Linked DNA regions of Callithrix jacchus: region 2 is linked to region 1. Evidence: chromatin contacts called from public Hi-C data. All regions are on one chromosome and are shown on one strand. The core of a region is the stretch at or near the end of the contact, and the rest is flanking DNA. Distances in the headings are between cores, read along the strand shown.

The links. A called contact is a pair of places that touch in the nucleus more often than the background predicts.
Region 2: a Hi-C map of skeletal muscle shows a contact between it and region 1, with 2.9 times the contacts expected there. The contact joins the promoter of EN1 here to the enhancer-like site in region 1. A contact is called at or near these places in 2 of 3 Hi-C or Micro-C datasets (both in skeletal muscle).

The regions. Positions count from the first base shown.
Region 1 is chr6:102,849,286-102,853,716 of calJac240_pri, forward strand. No RefSeq gene overlaps it. Among named protein-coding and RNA genes, the nearest start is that of INSIG2, 130 kb to the left of the region's middle. Within about 2 kb of position 1,771, at least 1 of the 16 cell types and tissues checked has an H3K27ac peak or open chromatin away from gene starts, as enhancers often do. A contact at or near this core is called in skeletal muscle, where this site is marked.
Region 2 is chr6:103,475,554-103,480,706 of calJac240_pri, forward strand. It overlaps EN1 (engrailed homeobox 1), which reads right to left and starts at 2,514. Exons shown (of 2, transcript XM_017973890.4): 1 at 994-2,514. The coding sequence starts at 1,861.

The sequences.
Region 1 (4,431 bases), core at 521-3,020:
TTGAACTCATTTCTTACCAAGACTCAGTTGATGTGAGTGAAGCTAATAAAGAAACATGACACAAAGATTTGAAGAAAATAATTTTGAATATCTTAATGTAATAAAATTAAGATGGGGTATTTAATGGCTTTGGACAAACACTGCATTAAGGAAATGGCCTATGTTGGAGAGTCTAACAAATAGCAAAGTGGTTAATTGGGCAAACATTTTATTTCATTAAGAATCATTATATTATTTTAATATTTGGACATAAAAAATCTTTAAGATGAAGCACTGTGACTTTCACACAGCAGTACATGCGTTTTTGAAATGAAAATTAAACCTTCTCCTAGGATGTAGAAGACCCAACAAGAGTGTTTAAAACAAACAAAAACAAAACAAAACAAAACAAAACAGAAACCTATCATTAACAACAACCAAAATAACAAAACCCTCCTCATTTGGTGTGAGGGAGCTGCTGGAAGCAAGCCCTGGCTTAGGGCAGCTCATCAGCTGTGTGTACTGGTGCCCAGGTTTCCAATAGTCAAGAGCATTTTTAGAGATGGGACGTCTACCTAAAATGAAGAAAGTTTAAAAAATAATTTATTATTTCAGTAACTAACTGAGGGCACCGTCAAAAGTATTTTCCTAAATTATCTTAATTTCCAAGACCACTTTATTATATCTAAATAGAGGAGTATTTTTGAATAAAAGGAAAACAAAACAAACAAAACCCAAACACCCCAAACCTTTTTATATAGAAAGCAAAACAATGATGGCTTGAACATTTTCGAATTAGAATTTCTAAAGAAAACGCATCCAGAGAGTGACCTCAGAGTTCTGAGTTAGTACTGATTTTTCAGCCCGAAATCGAGCATAGGTTTAACAAACGTTACCAGGGAGAACAATGTATTTTTGTTTCTAACTAAAATCTATCTTTAAAAAAATTAATTTCCTCTCTGTATTGCCGGATTACATTTTCATTTAACTTTAGTGCCGTGCCTTGTAATTAGGTTTTCTTGATCTGTTTCTTGGAAGGAAAAAAAAAAAAAAAAAGTTAGGGGGGAAAAAAAGATAAAAAACAAGCTTGTAGGTTGCAGTTAAAATATTTTGCTTTATCACGCCTGGCGGGAAAAGAACCAAGAACACTGAACCCAGGGCAGCGGCGAGTCCCACGCCCCTCGCTCCCTGTTCCCAAACCTCAACGTCGTTTCTTAAAATCTTCCGGGCATATTGTGAAGCCAAGGGCGCTTGGCAAGGGAAGAGAGCCGCTCGTGATTTATTTGGGAGAGGGATGCGGTGTTGGAAAGGAAACTGGGGGATTTACAAAGAGGACGGATGGGTTTTGTTCAATAACTTATTCTCGGGCGTTTTCGTGGACTGAAGAGGAGTTTCGATCCCGTCTCGGGCTCACCTGGAAAGCCCCCCTCCTGACGCCCGCTTTGTTTGGCGTTCCTTTAAAGCCCGTTGTTGGCAAAGGGACCCACAATGAAACAAATTCTCATTTTATGACGCCTTTCCCCCCCGTAGGGGTCCGGGCAACGTTTGGGGGGCTCGGCACGCATGAAGATAAAAGAATTTTATTTTAAATGCTATGCATGTCAGGATTAGACAGCGTTTCCTTTCAGCTAAACTACAGAGCGGATCTTCATTTCCTATTTCACTGCTTCCCCCGAAAGAAACTTTTCTGTTTCTTTCTTTCTTTTTTCTTTTCTTTCTTCCCCCAGGCAAAGAGTCCGGGAGAAAAGTGCTGGGAACAGAGCTCCCCACGCGGCCCCCGGAAAGCAGACTTAGCTCCTGATCGTGGTCAATATCTGGGCAACCCTGGGCCTCGGCAACCGCTCGGGTTTAGTGTTTTCTGGGGAGGCTGCAGGCTAGTTTTGGCTACAGTGGGCGTCTGAGCAAAGCCGGGGCGAGTAGCAAACCTCAGTGAGAGGCACTTGTCCCGGGCAAAACGTTTGGAAAGAACCGTGCGCCCTGCGCTGCAGGGCGCCTCCGCCGCGCACGGGCACTGCCCTCGCCCGGGACGCGTCGGGCCGCCGGGTCACAGCCTTTCCGAAAGGTTCGGGGCAGAGACAAAGTGCCTTCGCTGCTGCGATCGGTTGGTTTTACTTTGCAACAAACCGCCGCTAATGAGACCGGGCGCCGGGCGGAGAGCTCGGCCCAGGGCGCGGCCTTTGTCGGAGCGCTCTGCTGGCCGCCCCGCCGGGCGCCAGGTTTGGCGGTGGCGCGGCCCCGCGCCCGCCCCTCAGGCCGCGCTCCTCCTTTCCGCGCACGCAGCGGAGAAAACGGACACAAACAGCATTTTGACCTTTTCCCACTTTAGCGGGAATCGGAGGAGCCTGGCAAGAAAGCCCGAAAAGGGAGGCGGTTATTTATGGTCAGCGAGTTGGAGTCTGGCACCATATGGTGGGGTTTGTCAGGCCCGGCCGCTCCCGGGGCCGCCCCACCCAGAGTCCCGAAAACAGTGCCCGGTGGACAGCGTCGCCGTAGCAGCTCCCATCCTCGCTTCCAGCCCCTTCCACATATTTTCTCCAGTCGAAGTTGATAAAAGACGGACTTTAAAAAATTACTCGCAATTAAACCCAAGAAAGTCATTCTTGATCTTTGGCACTTAATGGCCAGTGGCCTCTTCTTTCCCTCCGGAGGAGGTCGGGGTGGGGGCGACTGGGACCAGGTGGAAGGTAGTGTAGGGTTAAGAAGCGTCAGACCTCGGAGAAGGGCCTCACTTCCTCTTCGTTTTGTCGCCCTTTGTGTTACATACAGGGGCAAGCAAGGTCTGCCAATCACTACCATTTCTCTTTCTTGTTCTATAAAGACAGGGTCGTCACAGCAACAGGGACATGACAGGCTGGTATCTCTCTCGAGCTCCAGGGGGCCCCTAATAGGATTGAAGCGAAAGATCAAGCGAATGGTTTCCTATTTTAGGCCCGTAATAACTCCCAACTGCTTGCATATACATGGGCCTTACAGTATTATGAGGCAACTTTTAATCCCAGAAAAGAGCAGCCTGTTTTCTAGCAGGGTCTATTTCTGAATACCCTACGGGATCCTCCCTCTCTCACCATCCTCCATCCTCCCCTTGGTTTTGGGGAGTAAGGGGAAGAAGGGATCCCCTCCTCTGATTTTACTTATCACCCCTTCCCCAGAAGCTGAAGGTGTCATTCCCTTTCATTAATTCATTATACCAGCTCAACGTAAATACTCCATCTAGAGGAGACAAGAAGATGGATTTATTTTTGGTATTCTGTTGAAGTCCCTGGGTGGGATCAGAAGTTTCCACATCTTTTGGAGAAATTGGCCTTGGATGTACTTTGGCCAGGACATCTCTCCCCACCTCCCCAGCGCACATACCTACGAAAACAAAAAGCAACCTAAAGAGGAGTGAAAAGGTTTCTCTCCCCCGGGCAATTTATGTTCAAAGCGGAACGTGAGGTCATGTGGGTGTGGGGAGTGCGTGTGCTGGGTGGGTGTCCTTTATATGTGTGTTTGTGGAGTAGAGAGAGGAAATAAATGAAATGCTTGGGACAAGAGGAGCTGTTTGTTTTCACCCCCAAGACCTGGGGAAACCCATCAAAAGAGACTGACTTCAAAAAACAGAGAATGCCTGGGAAATCTGAAGGCAAACAGCCTTGGAATAATCAGCACCACCAACATCTGTCACCACAGCTGTTTCTTTTCTGGTTGGTGAGAAAAACCGTCTCTCTCCTGTGGGTTGGCAATGAACTCCAAGTAACGGGCCTAGGGTCTTAAACAGAATCCTCCAGGTCTCTGTTTACTCAGTCTGCTTAAAAGTAGAACACAATACCAAACAAAACAAGCATAATATTGCCACCTTTTAGGTGAAAAAAAGTAGCTGGGTAAAGTAGGTTAGGAAGAATTATTCTTGACCTGTGGTCACAGATGGGGAAACTGAGGCATGGGGCCAGCCTTTGAATTTTCAAATTGATATCCAGTAAAGAATCAGAATTGATAAATCTGGTCCTCAGCTCTTGAAAGTCACTCCGTTAAAAAAGAAAACAAGTGAGTAGTTTTATTACATTTTTTCTTTCCATTCAATTGACAGATAATTATTGAGCTTATGGAATGTGGAAAACAAAATGCTTTGTTTTGCAGGGGAGAATATCATCCCTGCCCTAAGAGAATATGTCTTCTGGGAGGGGCACCGTGACAAGCAAAGGCGTAGAGACCAGGAAGTGCATGGTTATAGCAATTTGGTGTCTTGATCTGAGGTTATGGGAGGGAAGCCTGACAAGGGAACAAGGACACGCAATGTCTGACTGGAGTAAGAAGCAGAGACTTCATGGAAGAAGCAGTAGCATTTGCCTAGGAGTTGAAGGTTGGTTGAGATTTCGATGAGTTGAACTGGGAGAAAGGCATTCAAATGCAGGGAACAGCATGTAATCGAGAGGGAACAGCAAATTCGTTTTTTCAGAGGATGGAGGGAGATAG
Region 2 (5,153 bases), core at 1,264-3,763, 630 kb after region 1:
GCCGGGGCGTCGGGTAGGCCTCGGCCTACTCTCCCAGGGCCCAAAGGAGGTCTCCGACTCGGGTTCGCCAAGCGCGAGGGGCACGCGGAAAAGGGGTGGAAGGAAAGCCAGGAAAAACGGGCCCACGGATGCCAGAAAGCTGCTAACTGTTGGATGTGCGGAAGAAAGGAGTGAAAAAAGGAAAGCGCCGGGCCGGGAGGATGTGGGAGCCGAGCCGCGGAGAAGCTACGGAGGAAGCTGGCTCTCAAGCCCTTGGCCCAGTTTTCTGGCTTGAGCCTGACCTGTTTTCTCTCCTCTCCCACTGTCTGTCAGCTCCAGAAAACCAGGGGCTGCCAGCACCCACCTTTTTGGCAACTGCCTTTCCCTGGATTCTACCCACCCGGGATAGACTTCGCTACCCGGCCCAGGGATAGGGACAGGGATAGGGACGGCGTTCAGACGCTTTCCTCTCTGTCTTCCTGTGTGTCCCCATATTTATCAATGTAAATGATTAATCGCAGAAAATATCGAGATTATGTTTGTGTTCGTAAGGACACACAGTGAAGATAATTTTTCTGGACAAGGCCTTCTCTGGTCCAATCTGGCCTCCGGACGATCGATCAGGCTGGTGGGATTTCAGACACACATCTCTAGGCCCACCTTCCCGCCATATCTAAACACCGGTCTCCCCGGAAAGAAAAACACTGACTGGGTACCTTTCCTAAGAATAATAAAGCTAAAAGACAAAGAAGGCCCCAGGGGTTCAGAGTTCAAAACCAAAGAATCGACTCGAGCCTCCTGTGCCACGAGCTGTAGCTTCTCGGGTGGTGGCCTCAGAGGCCAGGATCGCAGAGCTGAGAGAACATTCGGTTGTGGCTGGAACCGGGTGAGGAAGCAGGCGTGAGAGACAGGAGTGCCTGAGGCCGGGTTTGCTCTCCCTAGCGCCGCAGCTTGGAGTTCTAGGGCGGTCCGCGGCGCCAGAAGGCAATGCGCAGCCCGGAGTTGGGTACTCACCGGAGGATGGACGATCCGAATAACGCGTGCAGTAGACCCAGGCGGGCCATACGAGAGGCTGCTGCGAGTCAGTTTTGACTACCGGCCCGCCGTTGGCTGAGCCCATAAGTAGGATGGCGGGGTTGCCGTGCTCCGGGTATTTGGTGCCCTGCGCGCCGGGGCTCCCCGAGCCGCCTCCACTGCCACCGCCACCGCTGTCCGAGGGCTTGGCTGCTGCGGCCGCCGCGGCCGCAGCTGCCACGGCCGCCGCGGCCGCCGCTGCCGCCGCTGCCGCAGCCGGGTTTCCAGCTTTAGACGCGCCCGCGCCGGCGGCGGCTGGCTGGGAGCCGTCGGGTGGGCCACAGTTCGCGTCCGGGGCGCACAGGAGCGAGGCAGCGCCTGGCGCCCGGGTGCCCAACGGGTGGACAGGGTCTCTACCTGCGCCAGTCTGGCCTCTGTCACGCTCGACCCGGCCTCCTCCTCCTGCGCCTCCTCTGGCCGCCGCAGCCACCAGAAGCTGCGGTGGCGGCTGCTCCTTTTTGCAGCCGAAGTCCGGCCTCAGGATGTTGTCGATGAAAAAGTTGGTGGTGCGGTGCAGCTGGGCCGCTGGCTGCGGCTGGTGAGCAGGCGCCCCGAGATGCTGAGGCGGCGGGGGCGGGGGATGTGGGGGGAGGTGCGGATGGTGGGCCAGGGGCGGCAGGCAAGGCGCCGCAGGCGGCGAGGGGGGCGCGGGCTGCGGGGACACGGGCATGCTGTCTCCATCGCTGCCGCTGCTGCCGCTGGCGCCCGGACTGAGGCTCAGGCTGAGGCCGCCCTGGGTCGCCGCCGCCGCCGCCGCGCCGAGGCCCGAGTCGCGCTGACTTTTAGGTTCCGTCTGCTGTTCTTCCATGCTCGGCCGCCCCGCCGCCCCGGCCGCCGCGCCGGCCCCCGCCCCCACCGCCTCGCTCCCCACCCCACTTTGCCAGCGGCCCGTGGGGGTGCCCGGAGGAAGGAGGCAGGCGAAGCCCTAGCGAAGGCTCGGGGCGGGTGTAGGAAAAAAGCTCAGGCGTCTGGCCTGGATCGCTCGCTCTTATCTAGCAGATAGATCTCGCTGTCTCTCCCTAATTTGTAGACATCCAGATATGGAGACACTTGGCTATTTCTTTTTTTCTTTCTGCAACCAGATTCAATGATTTGATTTAAATGGGGAGTAAGCCACGGCCAAAAGAAAAAAAAAAAAAAAAGTAAAGAAAAAAGAAAAAAAAAAAAAAGAAAAGGAAAGGAAAAAGAAACCAAGAAAAAAGAAAACAGCTCCAATAATTTTTTTCTTAAAGGGGAAAAAAAAATAGTCTTTAAAGACTAGCCATCTTCCTAGGCAGTAGTGAGGGGTTTGACTTCCCCGAGTGTCACGCTCAGCTGTGCCCAGAGCGTGAGGCTGGCAGCGCCTTTAATCGCCTTTGCTTTTTTTGCAGGGAGAGCGCGTCTCCGCCAGCGCCGGGCTGGTTTTTTTTTTTTTTTTTCAAATCTCTGACAGCTCGGATCTTTGCACAAACTCTCTCGCTTAAAAAAAAAATCACCCAGGCACACTTTTTGCGTTCAAACCGGAAGCACGTGAGTCAGGGCCGCACGTGTGCGGGGCCAATGGCGAGCCGGGACTCGCGCTGACACTCGGGCCTCGGCCCAATGGGCGCGCGCGGGACTTTGCGGATAAATAATCCGGGGGCGTCAGCCGCGGGCGGAGAGGGGGCGCCGCGGCGCCGGGCCCGTGCGTTGGTCCGCCCTCCCCCACCCGCTCCCGCACCCGCGCCCCTCCCCCTCCTTCAGGCCGGGACCGAGGAGGGGGCAGAAGAAACCCGGGAGGGGTGGATTTGGGATGTAGGCAAATGGAGAAGCAACTCCATAAACAACTTGTTGGAGAAATGCAGGATTATGGGTCTGTGCGCGCCGAGAGCATGGGCAGCAGACAGGAGCCTGGCTGTTTTGCACCCCCACGCCTAAGAAACTCAGCTTTTTATTTTCTCCTCTCTCTGGTTGCTGTTATGAAGGATGAGTGGTTGTTGTCACTGCTGGTTTGTGTGTTAGTGGGTGAGTGTGGGTTTGGGTGTGTGTAGTGGAGGGAGAGGAGTGAGACGAGGAGGTCGGGGATGTGAAATAGATCTAGAGTTGATTACTTTCCGAGGAGCAATTTATTTTTCACAAATAGCAAACCTGGAAGGCCCACTGTGCCTAGCTAGCATCGCACGTTTTAGTTTGTACTACTCCTGCCGGCCGGCTTCATTGCTTTCCCATTGTGGGGAATCCGCACCCATGCCCTTCCGGGTCCGGACTTTCCACAACACCCTGGAGCTGCCCTGGCGCCAATGAGCCAAAGCCCGGAGGACTCGGAATAGCTCCAGAGCCAGCTGACTGGACCTTCCCTAGCAGTGGGAGTCCGAGCTGTCACCGCAACGCAGAGTTGTCTCAGGAGGGCCCGGGGCCGGCAGGTCAGAACGCGGATGCACGCTAGGCCCTAGCTTTAGAGTTGAGGGTAACCTCCGTGTTACATTTTCCTGCAAAGTAATATCTAATAAATAAAAGCGCTGCACCCCAAGTGTTTGCCAAGCTGACGTTGTGAACAAGGAGTTTCCCCTCAGTTGCGGGGTAACTGAATTTCCTGGGAATTCTCCCAACTACCCTGGTGCCTCCGGCTCCAGCCCCGTTCGTTCTCCTCTAGTTTGGGGGGACTGCGGCGCCGCCAGCCGCTTCCATTCTGGGCTCTTTTTCGCGATTTCCTGGTAGAGGCACCCCCAAAGTTTTCTCATAACTGAGAATGTGAGGGACGGGGTGGGGTGTGGATGGAGGCTCGAGGCATCTGCGGGACTTGTCTCCGGAGTCGTTTTGGAGGACCAGTATCCGACTATGCTGAAGCCTGCGGTGGCCGAGAAAGGCGTTGGCAAACGAGGCCTTCGCCGGTGTCATCTTAGAGCTCCAGCGGACCTCCTCCGCCCTGAACGCCCTCCCCAAATGGAACAGTGGAGAAAGGATCTCTCAGGAAATATTGTCTATTTGTGACATCCGGAATAATCCCCCTGCCTCCAGTTTTCCAGAAAAGTCACAGGGGGTTAGGCAGGAGGAACTGGCTACTAAACCCACAACAAGCCGAACCACCACTGCGATAGCTGAAGTTTCTCCAAAGGGCTGGTAGAGAGCAGGAATTCGTATTGCTCGCCGCATCTTGGGAGCAGGCGAGGGTCCCCCGATTTTGAGGGCTGAGTTCCCGGCTAGACTTGCGCTGCATCCTAGGGGAGAGAACCTCTCTCCCTAATGCTGCGCGGCAGTCTTCTCAGTCTTCCCAAGCCGCATCCAACCCCACCTTGGAGTCTCCCGATTCCTCTTCCGTCGCGCAACCCAGGGCTCCCCAAAATCTCCAGGCGCCCCCACCCCTTCTCCCCGAAATGGGGGTGGGATTGTATTTATATTTAAGTTCGCAAAATTGAAATCTTTATCCCGCAAGCAAGAGTAGGTACTTAATTAAATTCTAATTAGGACACTATCAATATCCTATTTAGTCGCGTAGCTTTTGTGCGCCGCCGTCCCTTTCAGCGCCGTAAATAGGGTCTCGACGCCTTATCTCGCCTGCAGGAGACGCCTCGAGAAGGGCTGCGGAAGATAATTTATAGGTTTTAATTACTCTTCATTCCGCCTGATCAGCTTGGCGTTCATCACAGGCCTGTGAATAAAACCCTGGTCAAAAGCTCTGTCACATCGCGCTGGCAAGACGCTTAATCAAAGTGAGCGGCCCCGCGCGCCGCGCGGCCCGGCTCCTCCACGTAATTTCCAGCCAGCTGATAAAGCCAGCTGAATAATGCGGCGGCCCTTTGGAGACACCATTTACAGAAATGACTTTATTGACGGCTTAACGTCGGTAATTCATTTTACCTTTCATGTAGTGGAGCCCGGATTTGTTACAGTAATGGGATGATAAATGCACCCGCGGCCCACGAGCTTGAGCTGGATTAGGCAGCACTCCTCGCGCTGGCTCTTCCCCCCCCCCACCTCCCCCAGGCCCGGCCTGGCCCGGACGCTAGGTACCCCGCACCGCCAGGCGCTCCATGACCTCCACCCAGACCCTACGCCCTCCTCTCCCTCCTGCAAATGAACATGCTATTGGGAACTCTGTGTGAGTGGACTGGCGTCTTGGCAAGCCTGCGAGTGAAGTGTGT